6 separate regions of the Mus musculus genome follow, and regions 1, 3, 4, 5 and 6 are each linked to region 2. Evidence: chromatin contacts called from public Hi-C and HiChIP or PLAC-seq data. All regions are on one chromosome and are shown on one strand. Each heading gives the region's core, a stretch centred on a gene start, on an enhancer-like site or on the middle of the called end of the contact. The rest is flanking DNA. Distances are from core to core; before and after follow the strand shown.

Evidence for each region. A called contact is a pair of places that touch in the nucleus more often than the background predicts. HiChIP or PLAC-seq counts read pairs in DNA pulled down with a chosen protein or histone mark.
Region 1: a BATF HiChIP or PLAC-seq map of CD8 T cells shows a contact between it and region 2, with 42 read pairs. The contact joins two enhancer-like sites. A contact is called at or near these places in 1 of 484 Hi-C or Micro-C datasets (Th2 cells) and 2 of 115 datasets of contacts at active chromatin or transcription factors (CD8 T cells and large pre-B cells).
Region 3: a BATF HiChIP or PLAC-seq map of CD8 T cells shows a contact between it and region 2, with 5 read pairs. The contact joins two enhancer-like sites. A contact is called at or near these places in 1 of 15 datasets of contacts at CTCF or cohesin (large pre-B cells) and 2 of 115 datasets of contacts at active chromatin or transcription factors (CD8 T cells and large pre-B cells).
Region 4: a BATF HiChIP or PLAC-seq map of CD8 T cells shows a contact between it and region 2, with 56 read pairs. The contact joins two enhancer-like sites. A contact is called at or near these places in 2 of 484 Hi-C or Micro-C datasets (Th1 cells and Th2 cells) and 1 of 115 datasets of contacts at active chromatin or transcription factors (CD8 T cells).
Region 5: a Hi-C map of Th1 cells shows a contact between it and region 2, with 4 times the contacts expected there. The contact joins two enhancer-like sites. A contact is called at or near these places in 1 of 484 Hi-C or Micro-C datasets (Th1 cells), 3 of 115 datasets of contacts at active chromatin or transcription factors (Th17 cells, effector CD8 T cells and memory CD8 T cells) and 1 of 9 other capture datasets (embryonic stem cells).
Region 6: a BATF HiChIP or PLAC-seq map of CD8 T cells shows a contact between it and region 2, with 37 read pairs. The contact joins two enhancer-like sites. A contact is called at or near these places in 1 of 484 Hi-C or Micro-C datasets (Th1 cells) and 2 of 115 datasets of contacts at active chromatin or transcription factors (CD8 T cells and large pre-B cells).

What each region holds. Positions count from the first base shown.
Region 1 is chr15:62,391,463-62,394,479 of GRCm38.p6, forward strand. No RefSeq gene overlaps it. Among named protein-coding and RNA genes, the nearest start is that of Gm41333, 280 kb to the right of the region's middle. Within about 2 kb of position 1,594, at least 86 of the 459 cell types and tissues checked have an H3K27ac peak or open chromatin away from gene starts, as enhancers often do. A contact at or near this core is called in CD8 T cells and Th2 cells, where this site is marked.
Region 2 is chr15:62,822,580-62,825,390 of GRCm38.p6, forward strand. No RefSeq gene overlaps it. Among named protein-coding and RNA genes, the nearest start is that of Gm22521, 31 kb to the left of the region's middle. Within about 2 kb of position 1,467, at least 41 of the 459 cell types and tissues checked have an H3K27ac peak or open chromatin away from gene starts, as enhancers often do. A contact at or near this core is called in CD8 T cells, Th1 cells, Th17 cells and 2 more, where this site is marked.
Region 3 is chr15:62,324,562-62,327,508 of GRCm38.p6, forward strand. No RefSeq gene overlaps it. Among named protein-coding and RNA genes, the nearest start is that of Pvt1, 290 kb to the left of the region's middle. Within about 2 kb of position 1,465, at least 32 of the 459 cell types and tissues checked have an H3K27ac peak or open chromatin away from gene starts, as enhancers often do. A contact at or near this core is called in CD8 T cells, where this site is marked.
Region 4 is chr15:62,373,508-62,376,261 of GRCm38.p6, forward strand. No RefSeq gene overlaps it. Among named protein-coding and RNA genes, the nearest start is that of Gm41333, 290 kb to the right of the region's middle. Within about 2 kb of position 1,259, at least 6 of the 459 cell types and tissues checked have an H3K27ac peak or open chromatin away from gene starts, as enhancers often do. A contact at or near this core is called in CD8 T cells, where this site is marked.
Region 5 is chr15:62,456,935-62,459,634 of GRCm38.p6, forward strand. No RefSeq gene overlaps it. Among named protein-coding and RNA genes, the nearest start is that of Gm41333, 210 kb to the right of the region's middle. Within about 2 kb of position 1,252, at least 32 of the 459 cell types and tissues checked have an H3K27ac peak or open chromatin away from gene starts, as enhancers often do. A contact at or near this core is called in Th1 cells, Th17 cells and memory CD8 T cells, where this site is marked.
Region 6 is chr15:62,357,349-62,360,079 of GRCm38.p6, forward strand. No RefSeq gene overlaps it. Among named protein-coding and RNA genes, the nearest start is that of Gm41333, 310 kb to the right of the region's middle. Within about 2 kb of position 1,378, at least 11 of the 459 cell types and tissues checked have an H3K27ac peak or open chromatin away from gene starts, as enhancers often do. A contact at or near this core is called in CD8 T cells, where this site is marked.

The DNA of each region.
Region 1 (3,017 bases), core at 344-2,843, 430 kb before region 2:
GCCCCCCCCCCAGCAGCAGCAGCAGTAACAGCAGCAGCAGCAGCAGCAACAGCAACAACAACAACAACAACAACAACAACAACAACAACAACAACAACAACAACAACAACAAAAACTTTGAAAGCCATGTGAATTTTAGTCTATAAGAACCAACTAAATGTTTAAATCTATACTTCTGAGACAATAATGCAGATGGAGTTTGGGAGGTAACTGTGGAATCTCAAAGATGTCTACTCTTCTTGGGAAAGGTGAGCCACCACTATTGCCTATTTGGTCATGGTATAAAAGGTAGGAAAAACAGCCACAGAGCAACTCAATGTTCCTCATGATTCTGTAAGGTGACTGAGAAACACCCACTAGAATTCAGTTACCTTATAATAGAGATACAATAAGGGACTTTCCTTTCTTCAATTATTCCTCACCTCTGGGCTTGAGCTTTGGTATGCAGCAGCAGATGTTCGAGTCTACCCTTCCTAGTTCATGCTTCCTCATGAGGAAGATGTGGGTAAAAGACTTAGCTCAAAGACTCTTGCAGAATTCAAAGGCAGGGCTGTCCAGAGCTCTTAGCAAGAGATGTGGGAGGTACTTGTCACTGCTAGGTCCTTGTTTTCAAAGAACAATGAGCTAAATCTATCTAAACTCGGAGGCCTGTGTGCTAGGTAAGCTGTCAATGGAATGGTTCTCTGGAGAGTTTGTTCCTGATGTATTTCTGGAAAGAAAGAAACTGGGACCGAAAAGGGAGGTGGTGCTTATATCCAGAGAGGACCTAGGGATCTCATCTCTATTCAGTGCTCTGCTGTCATTGTAATTAACAGGCTTTCCTACCTTGAACAATCTTTTCTTAACACAATTCCCAACTACCTGTACAGTATATTGGGAGAGAAGCCCCTTCTATACTTACAGTTTCAATGACGATGGTTATTGATTTTTCCTTTAATAACTAACTTCTACATCTCTTTCCCCAGGAAGGAAACAAACCAAGCTATTTATGGCTCCCTCTTCATTTAGTTGCATAAGAGCAGTTCTTCTCGGGAAGGGTGCACTTCCGTACTTTGGGATCCTGCAGTCTAGAAAGGGAAACTCCTCTGATGAATCACTGACCAAGTCAAGGCTTGGCTGACCTCAAGTTTTCAAAACTGTGCCTTCTGCACCACATTCTTTGGGAAGTCTTCTCAGATTTCTCAGTATGTTGGAGTACCAACCAACAACACCCCTTCCTTCCTTCTGCCTATGTTCTTGCCTGTATGTGAGAACTCTGCCTCTGGGCCAGATTTCCTCAACTTTCACTAGAAAGTCGTGAAGAAACAATGGCCTCTATTCTTAGTAGCTGTAGTGGAGCACATGCAGGAGGTATGGGATGTTGCCATTTGCTTCTTTTTGCCCATGTTGAGGTTTATCTGTGTCCACACTGCTTCCTGAGTTCCTGCCATTTCAGAGTCCCTTGTCATTATGAGCCTATACAACAGTTGTGCTTTTAGTTTCCTGTATTAAGGTCCTTTCTTCTTGAAATATGCAGAGAGCCCAGTTTCTTCACATTCAGACTGTGAACCACCCAGCTGAATGAAGAGCATTGTTCTGAGGCAGTCCTTTTAGTACCTCCTTGCTGTTATCACCACAATCAGTAGCTTCAATGTTGAACCCCGGAGTGTGAAGCATAGCAGGAACTAGGAGTGTTTTATTCAGCTGCTGAGACACACACAAACACACACACTCATTCACAAACAGACAGAGAGACAGAAAGACAGAGAGATAGAGACACACAGAAAGAGACAGACAGAGACAGAGAGAAGCACCCCAGTATCACTTACATGGCAATTAGGATATTTCAAGCCCAAGTCTAGCTTGGTCTACAACTTTTATGCTTATCTGGGCTACATAGTAACCTCCTGTCTAAAGAGAACTCAAAGACTGAGCTCAGAGTAGAGTGTGTGCCTAGCATTTGAGAGGCCCCGTGTTCTATCTCTGACACCACAGAAAAAGAAATGAGAAAAAGGAAAGAGGCCTTTAGGGCCATCAGGAGTTGGTGGCTTCCCCAGACACATACTAGGAGCTCAGCAAAGGCCTCCTAGGGGGACCACAGCAAGGGGGGAACGAGGCTAATGAAACCAAGAGCAGTAAGTCAAGGATGCTGGTGAGTCATTTCGGTTCCACAGGGTTAACCATCTAACAACTATTAATCATTGGGAAACCAATTAAATTTCCCAATTCTTGCCACTTGATAACCATGTTCTGGTTTTGTGAAACTTGCCAACAATCACCAGTTAAAAAGGAGGGTGAGAAGAACTTAGCTGGATTCCCCGCTGTTGCAAGTGTGTAGCATATGGGTCACCTTCCTTCAAGTGATCATGCAATTGATGCTTTGTCACCTTGGAGATCCATGGAGGAAGGTGCATGAGTCCATTTTCTATTGAGTTGTATACATATACATATGCTTATATGTATATATGCAAATATATGTGTGCATTTGTGTGTATGTATGTAAGTATGTATGTACAAACATATGTATGTATAAATCAATGTGCATCTTAAACCAAGTGCTGGCAAAGTTTATCCTCAGAGGCAGAGAGTAGGTATATACTTTAGCTGTGGTCATATGTTCTGTGCCCTAGGTATTGTACTCTGCCTTTGTACAAAAGCCTTTTGCAAATCAATGAGTATAACTGTGTTTTAGTGAAACTTTATAGCAATAGGGCAAATGAAGACTTTTATCCACTTGTTCATTTTTGCAAATAAAATTAGTTCAAGCTGTAAAAAACATGTTTACTTAAAAATGTTTTATTGACAAAAATCTGGTCAGTGGGCCAGATAGTTCATAGTTTTTGCTCTTAGCTAGCTGACCTTTGCCAAATTATTTCCTTATCCAAATCTAAAAAATACACTACCCTCATTTATCTTACACCCCCCACCCCATGAGTTCAGAAGTTGGTCTTGAAACAAGGTGGAAAGGCACAGCTGGCCTGAAGTTCTAACACTCTTACTGAACAAACTGTGATGATGGGTGAGACACCAACCTTTAT
Region 2 (2,811 bases), core at 217-2,716:
CAGGTTTCCTCAGGGACCTTGAACCCTCTTGGTTGAAGGCTTCTACTTATTTTATGTGATAGATGATTCATTAACACCTCAGAGACTATGAATTTCAGACTCACATTGCAAAATTAAGTCTCTTCTATTAAGATCGAGATCCCTACCTAGATATCCAATCACTGGTATAGCATAGATGTCTGAGTGTTTCATAGATAACTCCAAGCCAATGTACCCAAACACCCCTCCCAGTTATCAGCTATATATTTCTCTGGTCATTATCTCACTAGATAGCATTTCCAACTATCCATCAATCATATTGGGCATCTCCTTCATCCTCAAGGGTATATCCAATTATTAGTAAAATATCAGCATAACATTCCCTCTAAATCTGGTTACATAGTTAGAACTTTGTGGTCATAATTTTGTTTCAAAATACCATGGAATCTCCAAAGTATTCTAACTAGTTTTCACCCATCTGCTCTCCTTCTCCTCCCTCCTGTTCTCTTAGCGAATCTGATCTTTTAGCTACATTTCTGACTGTGACTCTCTTATACACTGTGTCCTTTTATTTTCAGAATATAAACCAGCTATGCTATGGATTTGGGTTAGTTTTATAATTCTATTTCTTTCTAATATGCCAGCTGTGTCTCATGCCCTTTTCTTCTTCCTGTGTCCTCTCATTAATCTGAGTCTTTTTTCTCCTTTATACTGCTGGGTAATGAGTTTTATCAGCATCTCCCCTTCACACTACCTCTTGCTTGCTTATCCATCACATCTTGTCCTAATTTATGTCTCTTCAGTAGGACTTCTAACAAGCCAAATGGGATATTTCACTTGTACACTCTTCAATGTATGTTGAGAGTATTATAAGCATCTAGCACATGTGTAATATCTTATTGTTATTTTCTAGTCCCATTAACACAATATAAAGATTTTTATTGAATAAATAATTTCTACACAAACTGCTGTCTAAATTCTTTAAATTTATAATAGTAAAAAACATTTTCCCTAGATAATTTACAACTCTATATGTCTGATTGCAAGATAATTCATATCAAATAGCTTTATCAGTAGTAATTAAAATTATCACACACATATTCAGAGAATGTCAGACAAATGAATGCATAGATGAAGACGGTTATAGAGAAACAAAATCATGACACTCTGGAATCCTCCACCATGGAACTGTCGTTAAAAAATAAAAAGTGGACATCTTTAGCATCAAGACTAGAATAACAGAGGAGATACATTTTAAAAGTTAATGTCAATGTGTCCCTACTTGAAGAGGGCATATTGGCTGGTAATGTGCCTCTAAATGGGGCATAGTGGACATCTTAAGCCCTCTTGCTTTGGTCAACAGGTTCACAGATAGGTTTCTGAGATCAGGTCACAGAATAACAATGGGCATTCGAGAGTGTCACAGACCAAATACAACTCCACTTCCTCTTTGATTACCTCATCTACCATAATTTCCTTTCCAGGGACAGTGGTGAAGACCAATGCATGAACACTAGGGTAGACAAACCCTAACATCTGGTGCTCTCTCTCACACCCCTGCAGAGGAAAGGCCAAGTGCATTTCTAGGAAATAGCATTTTCTGAATTGTATTTCTGTCATGTATTACAGCCACATGTAACTCAAAGAAGCATGTGGTAAACAACTACCCACCTTCCTACTACCTTCTCACCAGTGCTAAGTATTTTCCTTTCTTTGAATCAATTATCTCTTACACTTCCTCCTTATTTCCTTCTCTCTTTAAAATTCTCTGTCTTTATACATGGCTGCTTACAGAAACATCCTTACCACACTCCACTTTCACTCTGAGCCAGTGAGGCTGTATTTTAGTTTCATGAAAAAAAAAATAGAGTCAAAAGAGGATATGATCACCACACAATGTTTTTGAATAAGATGAGTTTTTCTATTCTCTCCTAACTTCTAAATACTTTCAACCTGTAAGAAGGTGGCATCCACAGGCAAAGGAATTTTAAATATATACATGTATATGTATATGAATGCATGTGTATATATGTATATGTACATATACACATACATATATATAATCAGTAAAACCAGAGGAATTTCAGGGAGAAAAGTGGAGCCAAAGTTGCTGCACAGTCCTCAGAACATCTAACATTGCTGACACCTACACCTTAGACACTGAACACATCTAACTGTGAGACAAAGCCTGTCTATTTTTAAACCATTTGTTGACTAGCAGCCCTAGGAGGCTAATTCAGGCCAAATGTATTGTATGGCAAAAGAATTGCTTATGAGTTAGATGTGGTGAAGTTATTTCCTTGGCTTCAAAGCGGTTCAGTTTCATAAAGAAAACACAGTATACTTCCCCAGTGACTTAGCACATAGTTATCACAGGATGGATGCGTGTGGATTTTTATGGCTTCTCAGGATAATAATTTCCATAACATGTTGTCTCAATCTCTTTTCATGCACTGTCCTGTAATATGTGTTGTTTATTAGTCAAGTTCATCTCTGTACAATACATTTGGAGCAGGAAAAGGTCTGAGTCATGAAGGTAGGAAACAGGGCAGAATGAAAGAACAGAAACGGAGACAAGTGTTTTATGTGGGTTATAAAGGATGATTCTTATGTTCTTCCCAGAAAGCTACCACATGCGCATGTACAAAACGATGGCCTATTCTTCCACTGCCTAGCTCTCTAGGTGATGGAAATTGTTACCAATTGTGATCTAATTTTATTTTTTTGGAAACGTTTGAAACCTCATTTGCACGTAGTCTCACTAGAGTTCGGCAAAGTACCACATTCAAGTGCTTTGGATAATTCAGAGCTGAACAACAAATGACTACAGAG
Region 3 (2,947 bases), core at 215-2,714, 500 kb before region 2:
GTATGATCCAGCATATTTAGCATATCTGAGTTTAGTTGGACTGCTCATTTCCTGGGGATGGACAATCCATCCTCTGTGATTTGAACCTATCTTTCCACAGAAGCAGGTTGTCCTAGAGCAGTGGTTCTCCACCTTTCTAATGAAGAAACCCTTTAATACAGTTCCTCAGGTTGTGGTGACCCTCAATCATAAAATTATTTCATTACTACTTCATAACTGCAATTTTGAAACTAATACAAATTATAAGATAAATATCTGATTTTCAGGATATCTGATATGTGGCCACAAAGAAGTCTTAGCCCACAGGTTGTGAACTGCTACTCTAAAATAAGACCTTTAGAGACAATCTAGCCCCCATTCCATGGCAGTTATCATGTGAGCATACCAATACAACTACATTCCAGGTTCTGGCCTCTTATTTCTCCAGGCAGGATGACATGCGATCTCTGCACTTTTTTCAAGCACAAAGACTAAAGTCTCAGTCTCCACCAGATGAGAGCTTAGGATCAGTGGCAACCCTTCATTTCCTTAACCAACCATAGCTGAGGCCAAAGATTCAAGAATAAGGATGTTCGGTGTGTTGCCAGTTACAACTGTGGGAAATGTAATATGTCCAACCTTTAGATCACACCATGTTCACATGAGCAAATGATATCAGGATGGCTGTGGAACTGAATCCCAAACAGAGAACAAGGGAAGAATGACAGATGTAAAGAGCAGGGGGCAGATCGGAATGTCACAGTCTTCATTTATATATGGAAGAAAATCTGAAAGTGTGAAGAAGGGTAAAAGTGTTTATCTTGGGGTCATGAGAATATGGGGGCTTTTCTTGTTCTAAATTCTCTATAAGGGGAGGAAGTATAACTTAGTGGTTATGGAAATGGACTTCAGAATCAAACTGGTCTGGCTTGTGTCTGTCTTTTGACACCTGAGTTTCATTATTTGTAACACAAGAACCATGATGGTGTTTGCTCCTTTATCTTCTTGGGAGAGTGATGACTGGCTTTGTGTTGGGGATGCTAGCTGTATGCATGGTACTCCTCTGAGCAGTCTGTATACATCTTCTCTATCATTGTCTGCACTCTGTAAGTGAAGAGGCAGAGAGTCAAAGATATTTCTCTGGACCTCCAATAGCTTTTACCATTCTTGGTGCACTAGTTCATTGATGATGGCTGACACAGAGTCTCTCCTGTCATCTACATCTCCCTGCTGACTCATTCTGGGCACAGTTTCACTAAAACCCCAGAATTTTCATACTAGCACGTGTCTTCTATCCTCTAGTTGTTTTTTGTTTTATATTTGTTAGCTCTTTTTTTTTTTTGAGTGAACTAATTATTGAGATAGCAGGTGGAAGAACATTCAAATCATACCATTGATTATGAGGAAGTACAAGAATAAGCTTCATGATATGGTAGTGAGGAGCTACCAGTCACATCTATTTAACACTGTAGAGGCTCAGGCATGGACTTAGCATTTGTCTCTTGCTCCTCATCTGGATAGAGGTGCTGGTGCTAATGAGATAGTGGGTAAGCAGAAAGGCTAGTCCAGGGAGAATACCATCATCCTGGGATCCTAGGGGAAGCTAGAAGACAGGGGATGGTGATGTGAGGACAGAAAGCAGAGAACAGATATAAGAGCTGGCAGATCTGGTAGATCTGGGGTCTCATCTTTGCTTTTTCACTTGTGGCTTAATACATTCTTTGAGTTTCATTTTCTTCTCCTCCCCCTCCCTCTTCCTCATTCCCCACTTCCTCCCTTCTCCTTCTTTCCATCTTTCTTTGTATGAGGCATGGGTGTGTCTATTGCACACTTGCTGTAATGCACATGTAGAAGTCGGAGGACAACCTTGTAACATCTTACTTAATTTCCCTTTGGGCTAAGTATGGCAGCCTCACTGGCCCATGAGAGTCTTGACTTTCTTGGATTTCCATTGCCTATCTTGTCATAGTAGCACTGAGATTACATATACACGTTCAAACACTCAGCTTTTTACTTGGGTTCTGGGGATTTGAACTCAGCTCTTTGAATTCACGTGGCAAGCAGTTTACAAGCCTGAACTTTCCCTGCAGCCTGAACTTTGTTTTCTGAGCTTCAAGATACTACAGTTGGGTGAACAGATTTTAGTACATCCATGTAAGCACACATAGGGCAGATATGGGCTCAACTGAGAGACTCTGTCTCAAAAGATAAGGTGGAGAGTGATCAAGAAGGACTCTCAACATTAACCTAGGGCCTAATCATGCAGATGGCACCGTTTCTTGGCTTTAGTTCCAGGCCTGTTTAGCAGCGGAGAAGTTGAGTTGACCAATCATACATGTATTCATTCCCTTCCTGCCCTTGACTAGCTGCTTAGAAGTTCCTGCTGCCTTGACTGGTTCACTGGCCTAGAAGTGAAAGCTGGAATACTACCATCCTCCTCTGAGTTTCTTTGGTGATCCCATCACCAGGAGCAAAGCAGAATAGTGGGGATAACAGTTTCCTAGGAAATGCTGGAGAGGCATTTCACACGGGAGGAACCCAACATGGAAAATCTAAGAAGAAGGACAAGATCGTCCCAGGAGGAAGCCTTGACTTACCCAAGGTCATATATGATGGGTATGAGTGAACTCCAGAAGTGACACTTCTTCTGTTGACGCCACATTTTGATTCTTCCTTAAATATAGTGACTATGTCACATAGTCTACAACCAACACTGTGCTGGGATCTGCCAATGTCAGTGGGATTATGAGCCTGTCTTCTGACCTCATGCTTCTCTACTTCCTCCAGAGTTTGAGACTATAAAGGTCACCTTTACATTCTATGTCTTTCGTCTTCCTGAGCTTGACCCTCTGCTTCGGAAGACGCATGCTTAAGCTTGCCTAGAAACCCTCATTGCACAGCCCTTTAGTTGCCCCTTCTGTATGACTCTCTTTGTAGACAAAACCACAAACCCCGATGGGCAATTAGA
Region 4 (2,754 bases), core at 9-2,508, 450 kb before region 2:
CTTAAATAAAATATGTCCAGAAGTAACTTGCAAACTACAGAGCATTATGCATATGTGAGACTTCAAATGTTGTTTAGCATGGCACTCAACGGTGAGATGATCATTTACAAACAACAGTGGATACATTGAATGTGGGCCCTACGGTGATAACCTGATGAGATTTCAGTGAAATGATGAGGTAAGAGACATAATGGAGATGGGTTCACATAGGGTCTTTTGAGTCATTGTATTAAGAAACATTGATGTTTGCAAAGAATAAATAAATGTAATATTGTTGAATGCAGGGTTAGCATAAGATATACTTTAAGATGATGTGTTAGGCTGCTAAGCCTAGGGCAGATTATAGTAGGGTGAAGAGAAGATGGGGAAATGAGTGGAGTTTTCCTGTCATATGGGTGACAGGAGGGGATAGTTAGGTTGGAATGGTGATGGTAGGGCTGATGAGAGAGAACACACAATGGACTTACCTGACAAATAGGATGTGGGCTATGATGGAAGGAGGGAACCATACTAGAATCGTAGTGTGGCCTTTGCACAGCAAAGCCAGATTGCTATCCTATGTGGTGTGGAGGCTGCGAGGGGTACAGGTTTGATAGGGAGGAGGAAGAGGACAGTTTTGGATATGTGAAGTTTGAGGGGTGGATTGGGTATCCAAGTAGATAACTAGTAGTGAGCTGGCTGTCATACTCTAGAGCTTGGGAGATAGGGCTGGACAAGAGACTGAAGTGTTACTGATATGAGACAAATGCATGCAAACAACTTCAGTCCAGGTGGCAAGGAGGTTTTCCCAAGCTTGCTTATTTATTTATTTATTTATTTATTTATTTATTTATTTATTTATTTATTTAACTATTTAACTATTTAACTATTTAACTATATATATATAAAGGAAGTGTGTGTGTTTATGCCCCAGCATGCTTATGAATAGATGTCAGAGGGCAATTTCTAAGACTCATTTTTCTGTTCCTATCATGAAGGGTCAGGGAACAAAGGCTCAGCCTTTACTCACAGAGTCATCTTGCCAACCCTATTTTATCTTACTTTCATGTAAGTCCAGGAACTAGAGGTTTCTAACTGCTTTCCCTCTCTTTCTCCCTTATTTGTCCTACAAAGGACTATCCATGTATATCATAGCTTCTTGGGCTTTTCTATTTCATTTTGTCACTTCTATTCTGTTTCTCAAGTAGTTACTGACACACTGTGTTGAGATTTTGGTCTAAGCTACAAAGAAAGCCATGGTGATGTCAGTTGTAGGAAACGAGAAACTGGTATACCGACCACTGAAAACCAGAGATGAGATTGTTGCACATCTGCCCAAAGACTTAAGTGTGACTCAGAAGTTCTGCTATCATCAAAGCTCCTGTCCTAAGTGTAAGCTAATATGGTCTGTGCCTTTGTGGGACCAAACATTTGTGGTTCTTAGAAAGCATACCGGGAGGACCAGGCAAGTTGCTTTTTTTTTCCTTTCAGAAAGTAAATATTTTAGTGGAGAAAAGTCACTGTTTATCTCTGAGAAGCCTTAAGGCTTATTCAGGAAAAATGAGAGTTGATAGAGAGTTGCTTAGAAAAAACAATGACTCCTATTTAGTTACTTTGCATCAGATTAAATGTTACATCATCTCTAAGTCATCATTGATTTCCAAAAGAATGAACAGCAAATCCATGGTGCTCAGGAGGTATAAACAAGATTTATTACCGAGATAGTGTACTTCACTTGCAAAAAGCTATCAGGAAATAAAAAGCCACCCAGGCCAGGAATGACCTTGAGAAGATTCTCTGGGGAGTTCTTTCTATGTGTGAACTTATTTGGTACAAATGAGAATGTAAGGTATTTCTGTGTAGATTCCTCTTCTCCTTTGACAAAAGAGCTAAGGGACTTCAGTATTTCTAGGCACTTGTCTACAGCATCATTTGGGAATCTCTTAGCGATGTTTTGGCTGTCTTACACTGGTATGACTGTAGCTGGTTCCTTTCGTCATCTTTTAGCACACAGGGCCAGATGCTCCTGGAGTCACACCATGAGTTTGAAGCCCTCAGGCATCTTTTAGTTGAGTTTTTATTTCAGGGATTGGACATCTGAGGCATTTGGGGGGGGGGGGGTTAAAGGGATTACCAGTCAAATGCACAAAAGCTATAGATCAAGAATCAAAAGCAATAATCTAGACTGTATGCCCAGTGCTCTTTTACTTCATCTCTGAATTACAGGTATGTTCAAAGCAGGGTAACAGACTTGATAGGGGCATTGGGGGAGGACATGATAACAGAGATCTCCAGCGTTGTTTTAGAACTTTCAGTTTTACTTCATACCCTGAGACCCCAAATTTTCACAGATGAGTGAGGTTACAGGGTGGAGTATGTGGAGGAAGCAGGTTTGGGAAAGGAACTTTTGAGCTCAAGTTTGCAAAACCCACAGTTGTACAACAGCTCAGTGCTAGCCAACACCCTAGGGTGTGCAAAAAGCTAAGAGAGTGTACAGCCACCTGGGTCTTAATTCTGCTTTCACAACGTATCTGCAGGGCCCCACCAACGCTCACCACTGCACTTCATAATGCCTTGGACATTTTGACTTTCTGAATAGTCAGGGCTGGTCTTCCATTTGAGTCTACCAAGCGAGAGGATTCCCTGAGACACTTTGCAAGCCTCCCTGCTGTGAAAGAAGAGGACTATGTTTGGAAGGCTTCAGACTACACTCAACAGTGAGTGATGGGCAGAGGTGGCTGTGTGCTTTGTCCCATTATGTAAAGAAGACACAAC
Region 5 (2,700 bases), core at 2-2,501, 370 kb before region 2:
CTTTCTTTGTAACTATATATTTTTACCTTTTTTGGACGGAGATGTGGGCCAGTATTTCTTCTGTCTAGCTTTCCTTCTCCTCTTGCTCAGGTGTCTGAAACCACCAATTGTTCTTTTAATGAATGGGGTCACAGTGAGTCCCCTTACCACCACAGTGCTTCCTAAGGGCCCACCTCCATTTGTACCTAAACTTGACCTTCCTCTTGCTATTGCTCTTCAGTGACCAATTTCTAAATTCCAGGAACTCGGGGCTGTACTCTAAAGAGCAGCTTTTCTCACTTCTGGCTCTGGGCTTTGACCCACACAACACATCCTGTTAGAAAAAAAAAGTACCAAAAATGGTAATGACAGAGGCATGCACCTCCCCCTGTCTCCTCCCCCTGTCTCCTCCCCCATCCTGATAGTACCTCCAGGAGGTTGAACCTGTGAGGAGGGAGGCTTGCTATCTTTTCATGTGCTGTGAGGATCCTGTGTCTGTTTCTTTGCATTATGAATGCAATGCACATTGTACAAAAGTAAACTACTATGAGTAAAAGGTCTCTATCCCAGTCCTATCCTCAACCCCTGAATTCTGCCCCTGAGAATCAACCTGCTGTTGCACATTTATTGTGTCTGTCTATGGGATTCAATGTGTACATATTTGGTGGCATTTTGTTACTCAAAGTGTGGCATGGTGTCGCACCCGCCTCGTTCTATTGAGAGCACCATGCTCCATTAATCATTTTCCCATACCTCCCTCTTTCTAAACCAAGGGATAATCCTTAGGCATATGAACCTCTGGTTCATTCAAGGAGTTAGCTGAAGGGCATTAAAATTGCTTGAAAAGAAAAAAAAAGAGCAAATAAGCAAGACTGTAGCTCAGTGGCAGTGCTTGCCCAGCATACAGGTTAGCTCCTAGTTCCCTTCTCAGTACTGGGTTCAGCTCCCAGTACTGTCAAAAGACAGGGAGGTGGGGAAGAAAATGGAGAAGCAGTTAATACCCCTGATACCTATGTCCCTACATAATTTCCTTGGATTTAATTCTACATCCAGTGAGAAAATGGGAGGTTTGGAGGCATTGTGTTGTGATTCAAGTACACAAACACCTGGAATTCCTGGAATGTTCCTGCCTGTGTCTCTTGTCATTTTTGTAGAACTCTCCTTTGAAGATTGGGTGCAGAGGTCACTTCCTCTAGTCTTAAACCGTTCTAAACCAGCTCCAGCTGGGGAAATTCACTACTCACTTCTTGAGTATCAATGGTGGTTTCCAAGCTGCAGCTGTGCAAGCACCTCTTCCTCCACCGAGAGACTTGTGAACCCAGATTTCTGAACTACAACCTCTACTCCACCCCCACACACCCCCTTCCAGCCTCACCCCTCCAGAACTTACTACTCTAGAATTCTTAGTGAGCTCTGAGCATGTGCCTTCCTAGCAAGGGCCTGGTGGTGCCCCATCACTTGTCAGAAGCACACTTGGAGAGCCAGTTGCCTCCCTTGTGCCCTCTGCTGAGTTAAGCTTCCTCCCTACCACACCTCAAACATAGGGCATGGATTGGTTCTTTGAAATGCTCAACCACCCTTTCTTTCTTTTTAGTCCAACATCCATGTGAAGGCTGGGGTGATTAGCCCACATTTTCCCTTCATGATTTGGCAGAATTCCCAAAAACACTGTAGTAGTTGTGTGTATGTGTGTATGTGTGTGTGTGTGCGTGCGTGCGTGTGTGTGTGTGTGTGTGAAATGAATAAATGTGTTGAAATAACTTATTGCATTTCTGATAGTGTACCTTTAGGGACTTATGTGTCTTCCATGTCCAGTGCTACCAGCTTTGCTTTGTTGGTCTGCTCTGTAACTGGTACTCTAAATTTTACCTCCACCTCTTGTTTAGTTATTATCTCTGTGGCAGGAGAGGTGATGTTATAATAAAATGTGACTATAAATGTAAGAACTGACACTCTTTATTTCTAGCCATAAATCCTCATATATCCATGTCATTCTATATGTAATGTCCCCCATTCTTGGCATCACTATAACCTCTGTTCCTCATACCAAATTGGTTCTACTCTGTGACACAGGAAAGGTAGTAGATTCTAGTATGACCACACGAGGCCAAGGCTTTGAAATTCTCTAACACTTTGGGACCAGGAAAAGATACAAATTCTGGAGGGAGAAGGAGACTGTAATGAATGAAAATAGAAGAGTAAAGCCCATGGAAAGCCAGACAATAAAGTAGCTGGTGGTGATGGCTGAAAGACATCATAGCCTGGAAACATAAACTTTGTGGTCAGGTAATGTCAAGGAGGGTGTCTTAGTCGGGTTTCTATTCCTGCACAAACATCATGACCAAGAAGCAAGTTGGGGAGGAAAGGGTTTATTCAGCTTACACTTCCACATTGCTGTTCATTACCAGGGAAGTCAGGACTGGAACACAAGCAGGTCAGGAAGCAGGAGCTGATGCAGAGGCCATGGAGGGATGTTACTTACTGGCTTGCTTCTCCTGGCTTGCTCAGCTTGTTTTCTTATAGAGCCCAGGACTACCAGCCCGGGGATGGCACCACCCACAAGGGGCCCTCCCCACTTGATCACTAATTGAGAAAATGCCTTACAGCTGGATCTCATGGAGGTATTTCTCGCCTGAAGCTCCTTTCTCTGTGATAACTCGAGCTTGTGTCAAGTTGACACAAAACCAGCCAGTATAGAGGGTGTTCTTTCTATTAGCAAAC
Region 6 (2,731 bases), core at 128-2,627, 470 kb before region 2:
GCCATATAAATTCAAATTGAATGCTAGATTTAGTTCATGAACCATGGCTGCCAGTCCTGACAGTAATGTATATAAATATATCAACATTATCCATGGTATTAGTAACCATTCTCCTTATCATAACAAAATATATGACATGAAAAATTCAAGGGAGGAAGAGCTTATTTCAGATTAAACTGTGAAGGGGGCCCAGTCCATCAGGGCGGGGAAGGCACGATGGTTGCAGACGAAGGCTGCTAGTCACACCAACAGCCTAATCAAGGAGCAGAGGGTACAGGAAATGGGGCTGGGCTAGAAAGCCTTAAGACAGGCATTCAGTAACCCAGTTCTAGCATGGGCCTACCTTCTAAAGGTTCCACAATCTTCTTAAGCATCATCACCTGTTGGAGAGCAAGGGCTCAACCACATGAGCCTATGGAGACATTTGAAGTTTCAAACAGACCATCAACCCAAGATGTGGCTTAGAAAATGGAGGCTGTTTGCAGTGATGGCTGACTAGGCCATCTTTTGATACATATGCAGCTAAAGACAAGAGCTCCCGGGTACTGGTTAGTTCATATTGTTGTTACACCTATAGGGTTGCAGATCCCTTTAGCTCCTTGGGTAATTTTTCTAGCTCCTCCATTAGGGGCCGTGTGACCCATCCACAGGACTGTGATCCTCCACTTCTGTGTTTGCTAGGCCCCGGCATAGTCTCACAAGAGAGAGCTATAACTGGGTCCTTTCAGCGAAATCTTGCTAGTGTATGCAATGGTGTCAGCATTTGGAAGCTGATTATGGGATGGATCCCTGCAAAGAGAGGCCCATTGGACTTGCAAACTTTATATGCCCCAGTACAGGGGAACGGCAGGGCCAAAAAGGGGGAGTGGGTGGGTAGGGGATTGGGGGGGTGGGTATGGGGGACCTTTGGGATAGCATTGAAAATGTAAATGAGGAAAATACCTAATAAAAAGAAAATGGAGGCTGAAGTGTGAGTCGAAAAATTCCTACCAGATTCCAGAAAAGGCTTTTTGCCTCGTGGGTATACAGCTGTGAATTGTTGAGCATTGTAGTGAGGCAGAGTACCGACACCAAGTCCCTTGCTTCCCTCAGAATTCTCTGTACTGATGAGTTTCTTGGGTGTGGGCTATTTTCAGAGCTCTCAGGATGACAAGGTAGAAAGATAGATGGAAAGAGGAACTGAGAGGAAGAGAGTGCCTTATTCAGAGAGTACTAGTTGTTATCTTGGGTTCTACGCCGAATCCTATGCAGGAATGAATCAAACTTTACCCTCAGGCATCTGAGCATGAAAAATGAAGCCGATGAGACACGGCACCATCCTCCCCCAAACTACTCAACCTTGTTAACCTTTCAGGGGGAAGATTCGGTGCTTTGAGGCAAAAAAAAAAAAAAAAAAAAAAGAGGTGTAAACCACTGTATGAATGAAATGAATAAACATGAGTACCAAGAAACAATTCTTAATTTGAAGCCATGCCCTTCCCATGGCCCAAGGGAAGCATCTATTACATATGTCTGTTGGCTCATTACTTTTAAGAATTCTGAATGTAGTAAGCTCATTTCCTTTTCACAGATTTTTTTTTTTTAAAAATTGGGAAAAAAGTGTTTGCTTGTTAAAAAAAAAATCTGTTTCTATTTCTTAAACCCCACTGTAACTCAAAAGCCATTGTGTAGCCAATGAATCTCAACAGACATGTTTGTCTCTCTTACTGCTTCCAGGCCATGTTCATAAGACAATCCATATTCATCTTTGGAAATTAACCTTTGACTGCCCTGCCTAGCATCCCTGGGAGGTCTAAACATCAGCCCAGTCGTTTCACAGGGCACACTTTCTCCAGCCTCTGAGGCTTCTTATATTCCAGTTATTATCTCTTTTCTCACTGTGGATTTAAGTCATTACAGGTTTTGGAAGTCAAGTCTCTTGTTCATAAGTTCTGTGTCTGAGCTATGCTGTTCTCCTAGAATTGATGTTTTCCATCCAAGATCAGCTTAATTCATGTGAAGACAAATTATGACAAAAGAGACAATTTAAAGAAGCTTTGTAGCAACCAGACCTCGAAATTTTTTCCTAGCTCCAGACTCATCAATTATTTTGAAGAGTGAGTACTATAGCAGGGGTTGGCAAGTCCAGTTGATTCTACAGAGTGTTGAGCATCTTCTATTTAGTACTAGTTGAAAATCCAACAATGGATTTTTTTCAATGAAGAGAAAAACTATGCCTGAACTCTGAACTCTCTAGGTAAGAAGCTCCAAGAAGGATGCCAACAAAAAGAGGGCTCCACAGAGAGCCCAGAGAAGGGAGAACTGGATCGAGCTCCTAAAGACTGCCTAGTGACACTTGGATCTTGAAAGTAAGAAAGAGTTGAAGATTCAGAAATTGTTGAAAAAGTAAGTGTGGGTGAGTTTGGTTGCCAGATTTTTCGGTAGAAAGGTAACAAGATGGAATGATGCTGGATTTGAGAGAGAACTGAGGAGAGGCATGCGGAAGCAAGGGAGCACTGAAAAATGAAAGTGGGGAACTCGGGAACAGATGGAGAGTAAGTATCCTGCAGAATCACAGATGCCAAATTGCACGTAGATGTGGAAAAAAAAAACAAAGAAAAAAATCTCTCCTGCTACAAATTGGGTGGGCAGAAGCCTGGCGATGTAGCCAAACTTGAATAAGAAGCTGGCAGTGTGCTTTCTGCAATCAGCAAAGTGATCAATGACTTAGAGTTGTCTTCCAGACTCCTGG